Regions from separate parts of the Mus musculus genome. Here all the other regions are linked to region 1. Evidence: chromatin contacts called from public Hi-C data. All regions are on one chromosome and are shown on one strand. Each heading gives the region's core, a stretch centred on a gene start, on an enhancer-like site or on the middle of the called end of the contact. The rest is flanking DNA. Distances are from core to core; before and after follow the strand shown. Region 1 holds the start of Nectin1 (nectin cell adhesion molecule 1). Region 2 has its middle 36 kb from the start of Gm29961. Region 3 has its middle 40 kb from the start of Gm30015. Region 4 overlaps Nectin1 (nectin cell adhesion molecule 1).

Region 1 (2,690 bases), core at 71-2,570:
GCCCGCTGTGGGGCGATGTGGGGCAGGAGGGGGCCCCCATGAGCCCGAAACCATCTGACAAGAGGCCGCCAAAAGAAATGAAGTCGCCCCCAACCCCCGCCACTCTCCTAGCCCACAGCCCACCAGCTAGGAGACTGACGCCCTCCCCCTGGGGCTGTTGTCTCATACCCCAAGCCCGTGATTACGGTGATTATTTTGCATTTATGTAACACGCAGTGTTTCCAAACTGCTTCTCGAGCTGAGAACTGGTTATTAAATAAATAGAACCCTATTACATATTATTATTTTTGTGAAGAACTGAGCGGAGAAAGTGCTTTCTTGCTACATAGAGACGTGCATCCGATTGCTACCCTGCAGGGCAGGCTGTTGGGCTTCTCAACCCCTTTCTCCACGGTGCCACCTCCTGCCCCCCCTTATCCAAGCGTGACCCAACTTTTCTGGCTCCGTTCGCTCCCTACAACCCGTAGCCTTGCCCATCATCCAGCTCCAAGTCCCGGGGAGGTTCTGGTTGGGTGGGGGGCTATGGAGGGAGGCAGAGGCAATCGCCTTACCTGGGAGGAAGAAGGCGGTCAAGCCGAGAGCGAGTCCCCACCAGCGTCCAGCGGCGCCCGCAAGCCCCATCCGAGCCATCGGGGGGTGGGGGTCCGGCGAAAGGGGCTGCCAGGAGGGCGCTCCTCGCGCTCCAGAAACCAGTCTGGAAGACGAGGGCGGATCGCTGGCGGTTGGCGGGCGCTCGGAGGATCCAGGTCAGCCGCAGCCGTCGGTCGGGGCGGGGTGGGCTGGGTGGGATCCGCGCGGCCGCAATCCGGTCCCCGGCTGCCGCCGGCTCAGAGCCTCGGCAGATGCCCGCAGTAAGTTGCACGAGTCATGCCCCCTTCGCCTCCTCCGCTCTTCTCCTCGCCCCGGTCCCCGCCCTCTTCTTCCACGCAAAGCCCGGCTGGGGAGAGGGACCCACCCCCGGCGCGCCCGGCTACCGGGCTAGCGCGGCGCAGGCTCCCGGCCCTGGGCGCGCTCACACCCTCCCGCTCGGCTCCAACTTGCAGGCGTCCATGGCCGGCTGTTCTCCGAGGGTGGCCGGGCGGTGCGGAGGGCTCGGGGCCCAGGCGGTGGTGTGCGGCTAGGGCGGCCAGCTGCCCGCGGGGCTCGGGGCTGCACGGTCTCGGAGGACCGAGGGGAGCGAGCCGGGTGCGCCACGGGTCCCCACCGCGGCCGCTGCGCTCGGTGCGGGCGATCCGCAACAATGTGGAGCTGCCCCGGTGCCGAGGCGAGCCGCGCTCTCTCCTCTCCCTCTCTTTCTCTCACTCGCCGATCCAGCCTCTCACCCGCTCTCCCGTGATGTCAGCCCGGGGGGAGGGGTTAGCATTAACCCCCTCCTGGCTCCCACGCGCCCGGCCCAGCCCTGGCCCGGCCTCCGCCCGCGCGGCCGCACCTCCCAGTCCTAAGCAGCTGTGGCTGCGAGCGTGGCCGTGGGGTTCGGCTCAGGGCCCCAAGCTAGCAAGATGCCCCTTGGGTCGCCGTTCGGTCGTGGAAAGGGCCGGAGGGCGGGCTGCCCTCCTCGGTCGCTGACAAAGGGAGGCAGTGACCCCTAGCGGCCGGCAAGGGGGAGAAGCTGCTCGGTAGGGGTGGAGTTAAGATGAGGAGGGGGGCTGCCGTAGGGATCCGTGTGAACGCTGGATCTGGCATTGTCCGAGCTCCGAGGGCTTTTCTGACTCTCTGGTCCGACCCTGGGACCATTTCGCAGATGAGGAAACAAAGGCCCAGAGGAGGGCATGGAGAGTGGCAGAAAGAAGCAGAGCACAGGCTAGAACTGTTGCCAAAGCTTCTGCTCCCCAAGATCTGGACACCAGACGGAAACAGCTTTGCGGAGGACCAACCGCGAAAGCTGTGAAGAGTTGAGGCAAGACAAGACATTAGTGGGTGAGAGATCAGGGCACTCAGGTTTCTAGTGGGTCTTCTTTAATCCTTATTGCCTTCAGGGGGTCCTTGTCCCGAAATCGAAGCATTCTGCTTTCCCCAAAGAGCGACAAACCAAGTGGGCTCCCATTGCCTTCACCTCGTTTCTGAGTGGTTTGCGGGATTCCCGCGAAAGTGGCCCATCCAGTCGGTGTCCCAGAACGGCCAGGACTCTCCGCCCCATCCTGTTCGCCACCCACCACATCCGGGTGGCTTCTTGCCAAGGTGACTGAGCCCGAGGGGCCCTTAGCAGCCTGAAGCCTGGACCTTCTGTCCCCATCCTTGGACTAGGAGAGGCAGACAGACAGGGTTTCCCAGTCAAGAGAACAGAACTCCCTCGTTCGGGGCTGAGCAGACCACACCCACTTTGCCCTTTGCCCTTAGCCCAGCCCCAAGGGCACAGAGGCTTGGGGTAGCGCCAAATTCTGATAAAATGTAAATTTTCCTTTCGGAGAATGGGAGGGGCAGGACAATGGAAGAGAGGGACAGTTTCCCACTCTTGGGCCCACGGGCTCAGCCTGCTAAAGAAGTCACTCCACTCAAAAGGAATGCTCTCTGTATCCTTTTATGCTTCACCCGTGTAACTCAGGACAAACTGTCTACCACACTACCGCCTGACTTGGGAATGCATTGTGTGGTCTCATAGTTGGTCCTTGCCCCACAGGAGCGGGGTCTAGTGGGGATGGGGGGGGGGGGGAGACACAGAAACAGAAGTTCTATAGAATCACTCACCGCAG
Region 2 (2,690 bases), core at 132-2,631, 63 kb after region 1:
CTTAACCACTGAACCATCTCCAGCTTTTTTTTTGGGGGGGGGCGTGTCTCTCTTCTTAAGGCTTCCATAAAACCTTTGAATACCCTTGGACTGAAGGTAAAACACAGATAAACATAAAATAATAGAAAAACAACAACAGAAAAAATAAGGTGGAATGCAATTGAGGAAGGCACTTGATGTGACTCTGGCCTCCACATACATACATACATACATACATACACACAAACATGCAAACATACAACACACACAGTTGTGTAAGGATCAAAAGAAGAAGTAAACAGGCTAGTGTTTCATAAACCACAAGCACTCCACAAGTGGGAAGGTTAAACACACACTCTTCAGAAATTGAAGGTTTCTTAGTGACAGGAGCTGCCATCTTTTGAATACTAACTGTGAGCCAGGATGTTACATCTGTCATCTTATTTAATCCTGGCGAGCTCTGTGGAGATGTAAGTGGTTCTGTCTCCCTGCTTTAGGATTAGGAGACCGGGACCATGCTCAGTCAGAGCCCTGTTTCTCCCACCTGCTTACTTTGTCATCCTTGGAGTCTGGGTTTGGGCTATGGTGACTCATCCCTGAGGAGTCATGGAGAGGATGACAGGCAGGACAAGTCCTGGCCCCTGGTCCCAGTTTTCTCTCTCTCCATCCCCCGCAACTGGAGTCTGGGGCAGCTCAGAGGCACAGAGTCCCCGAGCTTCTGGAGACACGGGTTCATGCATGTAGCCTTGGCTGGCCTCAAATTCACTTCCTGGCTAAAGATAACCTTGAACTTCTGATCCTCCTGCTTCTGCCTCTTGAGTGCTGAGATTGCCATACCCAGCCTACGGGGCACTGGGGTCAGAACCCAGGGTCTTGTGCATGCTAGGCGAGAATTCTACCTCTCCCCACTCATTCCCCAGTCCCTGCCTTCATGCTTCAGAGGGGTTTCTGAGAATCTCCTCCAGTTAAGCTTAGTTCAGGTCTTGGTGTTCCTGCCTCTGGTCCTGTCACTGTGCTGTGGGATACGTCCCATGACCTGGGTCACCCTGCCCTCTGTCTTGAGAAGTGAGGTTGCTTTGCTTTTCACAGTCCTTCAGGATGGCTGCCATGCTCTCTCGGAGCAGATCACTCACACAGTCTCTGAGGTGGGGTGGAGACAGCTGCTGTAGGGGGACTCGGGGACAAGGTAGAGGCAGTGGGGGGGAGCCCTGAATGCCTCTCTGGGTTGAGAACTCCCTGGTGGCTGCTCCAGGCCTGTTAAAAGGGCCCTGAAGCTCTGAGTGTTCATCACCACCCCAGCTCACCGGGGGCTGGAACATTCACTCCCCCACAGTAGGGAAGGTGGAGAAGTTGCTGAACGGCAGTTTCCTTCTTTGCTATGTATCTCTGTAGATGAGTCATTTTCTCTCCTGCCTGCTCTGTTCCCTCCCTTTCTGGATCTGGGTAGGATCACTATTGAGTCTGGCTGCCCAGGTCTCTGTTTAAGCCTTGGGCTTCCCTGGGTCTCAGCCATCCATATCTTTGTGCAGTCTCCTGAAACATCCACCAAGTAGCTCCTCTGTCAGAAACAGTGCCAGGTACTCAGGAGACAGGGGCATGACTCCTGTATACAGCTTGTGGTCAAGTAGGAGAGAAGAATGTTATATGTAAAACCATATAATCCAGGATTCAATCAACACCAAGTGTGTGTCATAAGCAAGAAAGTAGCCTGACCTGTAACCCCAGCTACTAGAGAGGCTGGGGAATGAGTAGCCCTGGCAGAGACAGAGAAGTCTCAGGGCCAACCTGAGTAATTGTGATGTTTGATCTTTATTGTCACTGTGACGGGATTTAGACTCACCTAGGGGACACAACTCTGGGCATGTCTGTGAAAATGTTTCCAGAGAGGTTTAGCTGAGAAAGGAAGAGTCACTCTGAATGTGGGTGTCAGGGGTGAGGGGCCAACACCTTGGCTGAATAAAAGGGGAATAAGGAGAAAGCCAGGTGAGTGTTGGCTTTCTCTTTCCTCCACTTTCTGGTCTTCTAAGATGTGACCATCTGGCACGCACTCCAACTCTTCCACCAGGACTTCCCTGCCACAGTAAACCACGTACCCTCAGACGGAGTCAAAGGAACCTTTCTGCCCTTCACCTGTTTCTTGTCAGGTCTTTGATCACATCAATGAAAGTGAGAAGAACAGCTGACACAGCAACTTAGTGAGATTCTGTCTCGCAGAAGGCCCCGGGTGTCAATGTCTGTTAGTGGGATGGAAAGCCAGGCTCACACGTGTAATCCCAACACCCAGGAGGCTGGGTTAGAAGGACTGACGTGGCTTTGAAGACCAGACTGGGTTACAGAGTGAGTTCTAGGCCCGCCTAGGCTAGAGTGAGGACCTGTCTCAAGAACTGTGCTGGGCAGGGGGGTGGGCTGTGGGTGTGTGGGAGTTGGGGGTCTGCTAGCTCAGTTGATAAAGTGTTTGCTTGCTAGGCAAGCTTGAAGAATTGAGGTCAGACCGTCCCGTCCCCCCCCCCCCCGCCCCCAGGGGAATCAGCTTGGGCTACATTGTAAGACCCTGTCTCAAACAAGAACAAAAACAAAAATAGTAAAAAAAAAAAAAAAAAAAAAAAAAAAGCTATCTATACATTTAACATAAATGCATCTTGTTTTATGTAAATTATATGTTGATAAAACTGATTCTGGGAGAGAGCTCTTTTCAGCCTTAATTTGAGTAT
Region 3 (2,690 bases), core at 83-2,582, 45 kb after region 1:
TTTATCAGTATCACAGATGCGGATTCACAAGATGTAGGTTTCCAGGGAAGGTGATTAATGATGGCAGCTGTGGTCCCTCACGCTCTCCCAGCCTTCCTGACCTTGTTCTGCCCCTCCTCTTCCGGCTTGCTTGCTTGCTTGTCTCCACCATTCCCTAAGGAGAGAGATAAACGTTCAAGGGCAAGGGGGAGGGGAGGAATCGGGCCCTGTGGGGTAGCTGCTGTGGACCAGGCACTGTGCCAGGCTCTTTTATTTATTCTCATTTGCCAGCACATATAGAAAGAGGCTGTAGGGTGTGCTTGGATGCAGGGGGAACTGGACTGTGTTCTTCCCATGTCCCCATAGAGGGCAGTGCCAGGCTGGTTTCCTGTAGCCAGACACACATGTGGCTCCTGTGCTTCCAATGTGTACGCTGTCTGCATGCTTAGCTCATAAAGAGGAGTGTCGGAGTCCTTCACCATCTCTCACTTAACTGGAAGTGTGAGGACCTCTCTGGAAATGACTTCCTCAAGGTCACACAGAGGTAGCCTCTCCAGCTTCTTCCTTGAGGCCTCTCATACCCAGCTGCTGGTCCCTTGCTGTCATGGCGGCAGGTCAGCTCTCTAGGGAAGAAGAAGCTTCAACCACGAGGATGGTCTTTCCCATCACGCACTTCTGAGCAGCTCTGCCCAGCCTCCCCACTGAGAGAGACTGAGCCTGTAGTTCCCGGTGACTAGAATGGCCAGGGCCACTGTGTGGCAGAGCTTCGGACACTGAGGCGACTCTACACAACGTGCACTCGTTTCATTGTGTCCTGTACGTGTGTGTATGTGGGTGGGGTCAGGGAGGACTGCAGAATGAGCCTGGCTGTCATGCTAATGGTGCCCAATTTCTGACCTGTGGTACACAGCTCAGGCTCTTCATCTGCTCTCAGATTGCCCGGTCACCTAAGAGTCATGTAAGTGGGTGACAGTCTGAATCAGGGGCCTCAGGGTTATTTTTCTGCCTCCGATGACTGACTCCAGCCCAGGATGGAAGGTTGAGAAGGGGCTGTCACAGCTCCAATTTTTCTGTTCTCTACAACTTGGTCCTTCAGAGAGTCAGGTAGGTCTGAGAATGCAGAGAAATATCATGGCCACATCGAGTTTAAAGCTGGGTACCAACAAGAAATCTGCTCTTTTCCTAGGCAGACAAAGCAGCAATTTCAGCACCACGGACAGAGTCCAGCCCAGGCCTGGGAAGGGAGGGAGGCCCGTGATGCTCATTGGTGCCACCACTAGGCCCACACCAGTGCAAAGCTCAGAGCTGCTCAGAAACTCTGAGGCATGATGGGAGGTATTTAAGGGGATGGGCCCCAGGCTCCCTGGTAGACTGGAATTTAGCAGAGGGAGAAGTCTTGACTTCCTGTGACTGATCAGTAAACAGGAAGCGTCCTGGGATCAGAGTGTCCTTCAGGAAGGACCCCTGGACAGCAGTAGCGGGGACTGCCTGTGGTCTATGAGTCCTGCTCTGATCTTCTGCCCGCTGTGAGTTTCTGCTGTCTGGTCTTCCCTGCTGTGAGTTTCTTGAGGACAGGAACTGGGGCATTCTTATTCACTACTGTGTCCTCAACAAATACGACAATGCCTGGCCCTGGGTGAATGTTCTCAATAGTTAATTATTGATTAGGGCTGAGGAGACTGCCACTGAGAGGGAAGTTTGGATTAGGAACTAGTTGGGATAAAGCCGGGGCCTCTGTGGTACCTCTCCCCCTTCCACCCTGTTCTTACAGGAACCACCTTCCCCAGCATCCTTAATGTACCTCACCCCTACCCCACATCATATGTGCTCTTTTCTTGATTTCCCCTGGTCCATTCTTCAAGGCTTTCCCACGGCCATTTCCCTGTTTCCTACTGTCCTAAATTCCCAGGGTGCTGACTGCCTGGACCCCATACTTAGGGGCATTGTTTGGTGGATGTATGTGTGTCTCGGTTCTATGTTGGGGGCCTTGTATTCTGCTATGGATCTGAATAGTCCATCAGAGACTCACCTGTCAAAGGCTTGGCACACAGTGCAGCAGTGCCCAGAGGTGGGACTTTGGGGGAAGTGATGAGATCATGAAGCCTCTGGCTTCATCAATAGATTAATACACTGATGGCTCCCAAGTTGAATGGACAATGGGGAGACACTGGAAATTATAGGAGGTGGTGAAGGATGCTGGGGGTGGGGGTGGATCTTTGGGATGTGCCCTTGAAGGATCTTTTCCTCTTCCCCATTTTCCTTCCCCTTCCCTCCCTTCCTCTGGCTCAACTCATCTCTTTTTCTCTCCCTTCTTCCCTCTCATGTCCACTGGAATGCCCTACCACAGGCTGTCGATGTGATGGATGTGATGTCCTGCCTCACCATTAGGAGGCCCAGAAGCAATGACTTCTGGGTAACTGAGGAAACCAGGGAGTAAGACCTCCAAAGTTGTGAGCTCAAGGCAGCTTTTCTGCCTTTAACTTTGCTACTCTCGGGTATTACGTCACAACAGAACACTGACCGACACACCATACTTTAAAGATTCCTACAAACCTTTATAGTATATTTTACTTAGCCCAAAATATTAAAATTAGTCAATGTATGATAAATATTTAAAAGTTTGAATAAGACATTTGCATTCTTGCCATACCTATGATACACACGTGACAGCTCCTCTCCTTTGGTAGTGCCCCAGGTGTCTGTGTGGGCTG
Region 4 (2,690 bases), core at 72-2,571, 34 kb before region 1:
TCCAACCTGAGTGCTGACCTCTTCTGGGCTGTAATCACAGAACACCTCCAGCAGGGGATGGGGTGAGCATTCCAGCCCTGTGGTGACAGTCCCAATCTCTCTCCTTTCGGGATACAGGTTTCCCAGGCTGGGCCTGGAATGGAGGGCTTTGGAGAGTCTCTTACCTCAGCCTTCTGAAAAGTGGAGCTGGAACTACAGGTGGGTGCCCCCTTGCTGGGACTACAGGTGGGTAACCCCTTGCTGGCTGCCTTTCAACTTTTGTGGAACTTCAGGTCTAAATTCAGCCAAGCTTACTTGTCACAGGGAAGCAGGGCACTTATGACTCGCTTTGTTGTTGTTGTTGATTTTAACCTAGCAGCCTTTGTGTGGTGTGAAGACAAGCTCTTCAGAGGGTCCTGACATGGTGGGTCAGGGAGAGGGAGTGTGCTCACTGGAACACCCTGCCCCCACCTTGTGCAGGCCTGAGGCTATGTCCAGATTCTGTACAATTGTCCCTGGGTGGTCTTTCCCTCCAGCACCCAAGAGGCTAAAAATGGTAGTTAATACAGGTTTTCCTAGCTGATCTAGACTGCTTCAGTGACTTCCAGTGTCAGTGCCCGTGGCCAAGTCTCATGCCCATCCCCAAAGCTAGCCTTCCTGCCTATACACTAAGTCCTGGCATACCCAGCTCACTCAGCTGGGGTGAGGTCACTTCCCCAGGACTGGGCAGCTTCCTCTGTTTCTGGCACACGGTTGTCACTGCTCCCTTCTTCTCTCTCCACACCACTCAAACCATCACCTTACACTTGGCAAAATGCTGAGGGCACCCCTCCCTGCTGCCTCTGTAGCCTGACTTCTTCCTGTCCTGCCTGGCAGGGACACATGGGAGTGAGGAGACCAGAGAGTCAGAAAAGGCTCTGAGCCCAGCCACCACCCAGCATCCTCCCGGGCTTCCTTCCGGTTCTCCCAGCAGCGTCACAGTTTCAAGTGTGGGGTCTTTCCCACACCGACCATCCCTCTGCCCAACATGAGTCTATCAGGAGCCTCGCCCAGGCCTGCTTCTAGCTCAGACTTGTCAAGGTTTCAGGAGTCACTGGTAGGGGCTGGCATGCCAGGGCCTGTTCTCCATCCTGCCTCACAGAGGGAGCCAGCACGTAGGCACGGGGCATGGCGCCCAGCTGCGGAGATGTAGCCGGCTTCTGCGGCCACCTGCTTCCCTTGACTAACTCTCCTTCCCATCCCCTTGTCCTTCTGACCCTGCGCAGAGCGGCCCTGTCCCCCTCTGAACACCCTAAGGTTGGGCAACAACCTGAGCAACAGAAGCCTGTGTGTCCCTGAGAGGACACAAGAGGGACATGTTTCCTGCTGGGCCTCTCCTGGAGATGGCAAGTACAGTTAGCATGTGTGTGTTAGACACTGTGCCAGTCCAAAGTCTGAATGCTCATGGAGGCTAATTTGTTTCATTCTCAAAACTCCTGGGTGCTAGGTTTCATTACCATTCTCGTCTTGGAAATGAGGAATTCAGAGAGGCCAAATTCCAAGGCCAGATGATCACACAAGAACAGCCTGTCTCCAGAGGCTGTGCCTTCTATTACTGAGCCTCGTGGTATGTATGTCTTGCTCCTTCCCCTTTGGGAGGTTAAGCAGTGGTCTACAGCTTCATGACAGACACATGGAACCTGTCTGATGCAGGATGGGCGAGGAGTCCCTACTATCTAAGAAGTGCGAGCATCATCCCCTCTGCCTGTCACCCCTGGCTCTGGGAAAAGGCTGAGTCTGTCACCCTGGCCCCCAGCTCTGCTCCAGTCAGGGCTGCAGGCCAGCTGAGCCACAAGGAGACCTGACTGAGGACTCTGAACATACCTCATCTTCATTCTTCCAAGCCTGACTCTGTCTTAGATTTTTATCTTTCTGGCTCTCAGCTTCTCAACCTGGGAACTGTGTGGTGCGAGCTGTAGGGGAATGGAGGGAAAATGCTAGGCTACTTTCAGGAATCATGGAGTCGGGGGCAAGGGTGGCTACCAGGCACCCAGGAGCTTCAGAGACGAGAGTGAGTGTGTGAGTGTGTGTGTGTGTGTGTGTGTGTGTGTGTGTGTGTGTGTGTGTGTGTGTTCTTCACAGCCATCCTGGGACGGGAGCTCCCCTCAGCCTTAGACCTAGAAAGATAAGTGACTGCTAAGCTGTCTCTTCCCCAGACAGGCAGCAGAAGGTTGGGATTTCCTGTCTCACCTCACCTCAGCCCACCCTACCCTCATCAGCTCCAAAGCCAAGGAAGCCAGAAGCAAGTGGTACTCACGAGACCCCAGCCCTTCCCTGAGTAAGCCTGGATCTCCAGCTCAGCCCTCAAGGTGAGCAGGGCTCGTCCCACCTCCACCACCACCAAATGTTGGCCGGCTCCATTGCTGGCCTTCCCACCAGAGGCTGCTGGGATAGCATGCCAAATTAGCTTAATGAGTGAGGCCCCAACTTTAATTGGGGGCCCTGGCCTTGCACTGCTGACTCCTGTTTTCACTTTGAAAGCTGGGAAGGGGTGAGTTTTTCGCTCTCTCTCCCTCTCCCAGGCATTTTCACCCTGGCTAATGGTTCCTCACTCAGAAAGGCCCCTACAACTGCTAATTGGATTTAATTACTGGGGTAATTAATGATTTGATTGGGAAACTGAAATGTGGTGGGTGAGTTCTGGTACATAAATAGAAAAGTCAAAGGGACAG

The links. Hi-C and Micro-C count contacts between places; a contact is called where the count stands out from the background.
Region 2: a contact with region 1 is called in a Hi-C map of the N1E-115 cell line, with 2.9 times the contacts expected there. The contact joins the enhancer-like site here to the promoter of Nectin1 in region 1. A contact is called at or near these places in 5 of 484 Hi-C or Micro-C datasets (the N1E-115 cell line, cerebral cortex, cortical neurons and 2 more) and 3 of 115 datasets of contacts at active chromatin or transcription factors (embryonic stem cells, forebrain and neural progenitor cells).
Region 3: a contact with region 1 is called in a Hi-C map of the N1E-115 cell line, with 6 times the contacts expected there. The contact joins the enhancer-like site here to the promoter of Nectin1 in region 1. A contact is called at or near these places in 3 of 39 promoter capture datasets (embryonic stem cells, hippocampal neurons and stem cell-derived epiblast-like cells), 4 of 484 Hi-C or Micro-C datasets (the C2C12 cell line, the N1E-115 cell line and cortical neurons), 5 of 115 datasets of contacts at active chromatin or transcription factors (the SCID.adh cell line, embryonic stem cells and epiblast stem cells) and 1 of 9 other capture datasets (adipose tissue).
Region 4: a Hi-C map of muscle stem cells shows a contact between it and region 1, with 2.3 times the contacts expected there. The contact joins the enhancer-like site here to the promoter of Nectin1 in region 1. A contact is called at or near these places in 5 of 39 promoter capture datasets (the C10 cell line, hippocampal neurons and liver), 1 of 15 datasets of contacts at CTCF or cohesin (the NIH/3T3 cell line), 17 of 484 Hi-C or Micro-C datasets (the C2C12 cell line, the N1E-115 cell line, conventional dendritic cells and 10 more), 14 of 115 datasets of contacts at active chromatin or transcription factors (the 230-238 cell line, the SCID.adh cell line, embryonic forebrain and 8 more) and 2 of 9 other capture datasets (adipose tissue and liver).

Annotation. Positions count from the first base shown.
Region 1 is chr9:43,742,584-43,745,273 of GRCm38.p6, reverse strand. It overlaps Nectin1 (nectin cell adhesion molecule 1), which reads right to left and starts at 1,320. Exons shown (of 6, transcript NM_021424.3): 1 at 552-1,320. The coding sequence starts at 630. The region is part of intron 3 of Gm46108 (a long non-coding RNA gene); the gene reads left to right.
Region 2 is chr9:43,680,127-43,682,816 of GRCm38.p6, reverse strand. No RefSeq gene overlaps it. Among named protein-coding and RNA genes, the nearest start is that of Gm29961, 36 kb to the right of the region's middle. Within about 2 kb of position 1,381, at least 28 of the 459 cell types and tissues checked have an H3K27ac peak or open chromatin away from gene starts, as enhancers often do. A contact at or near this core is called in the N1E-115 cell line and cerebral cortex, where this site is marked.
Region 3 is chr9:43,697,128-43,699,817 of GRCm38.p6, reverse strand. No RefSeq gene overlaps it. Among named protein-coding and RNA genes, the nearest start is that of Gm30015, 40 kb to the left of the region's middle. Within about 2 kb of position 1,332, at least 23 of the 459 cell types and tissues checked have an H3K27ac peak or open chromatin away from gene starts, as enhancers often do. A contact at or near this core is called in the N1E-115 cell line, cortical neurons and epiblast stem cells, where this site is marked.
Region 4 is chr9:43,776,247-43,778,936 of GRCm38.p6, reverse strand. All of the region lies in intron 1 of Nectin1 (nectin cell adhesion molecule 1), which reads right to left. Gm46108 (a long non-coding RNA gene) reads left to right here. Exons shown (of 4, transcript XR_003948147.1): 2 at 118-1,585; 3 at 2,179-2,690. Among named protein-coding and RNA genes, the nearest start is that of Gm46108, 13 kb to the left of the region's middle. Within about 2 kb of position 1,321, at least 44 of the 459 cell types and tissues checked have an H3K27ac peak or open chromatin away from gene starts, as enhancers often do. A contact at or near this core is called in the C2C12 cell line, the SCID.adh cell line, embryonic fibroblasts and 3 more, where this site is marked.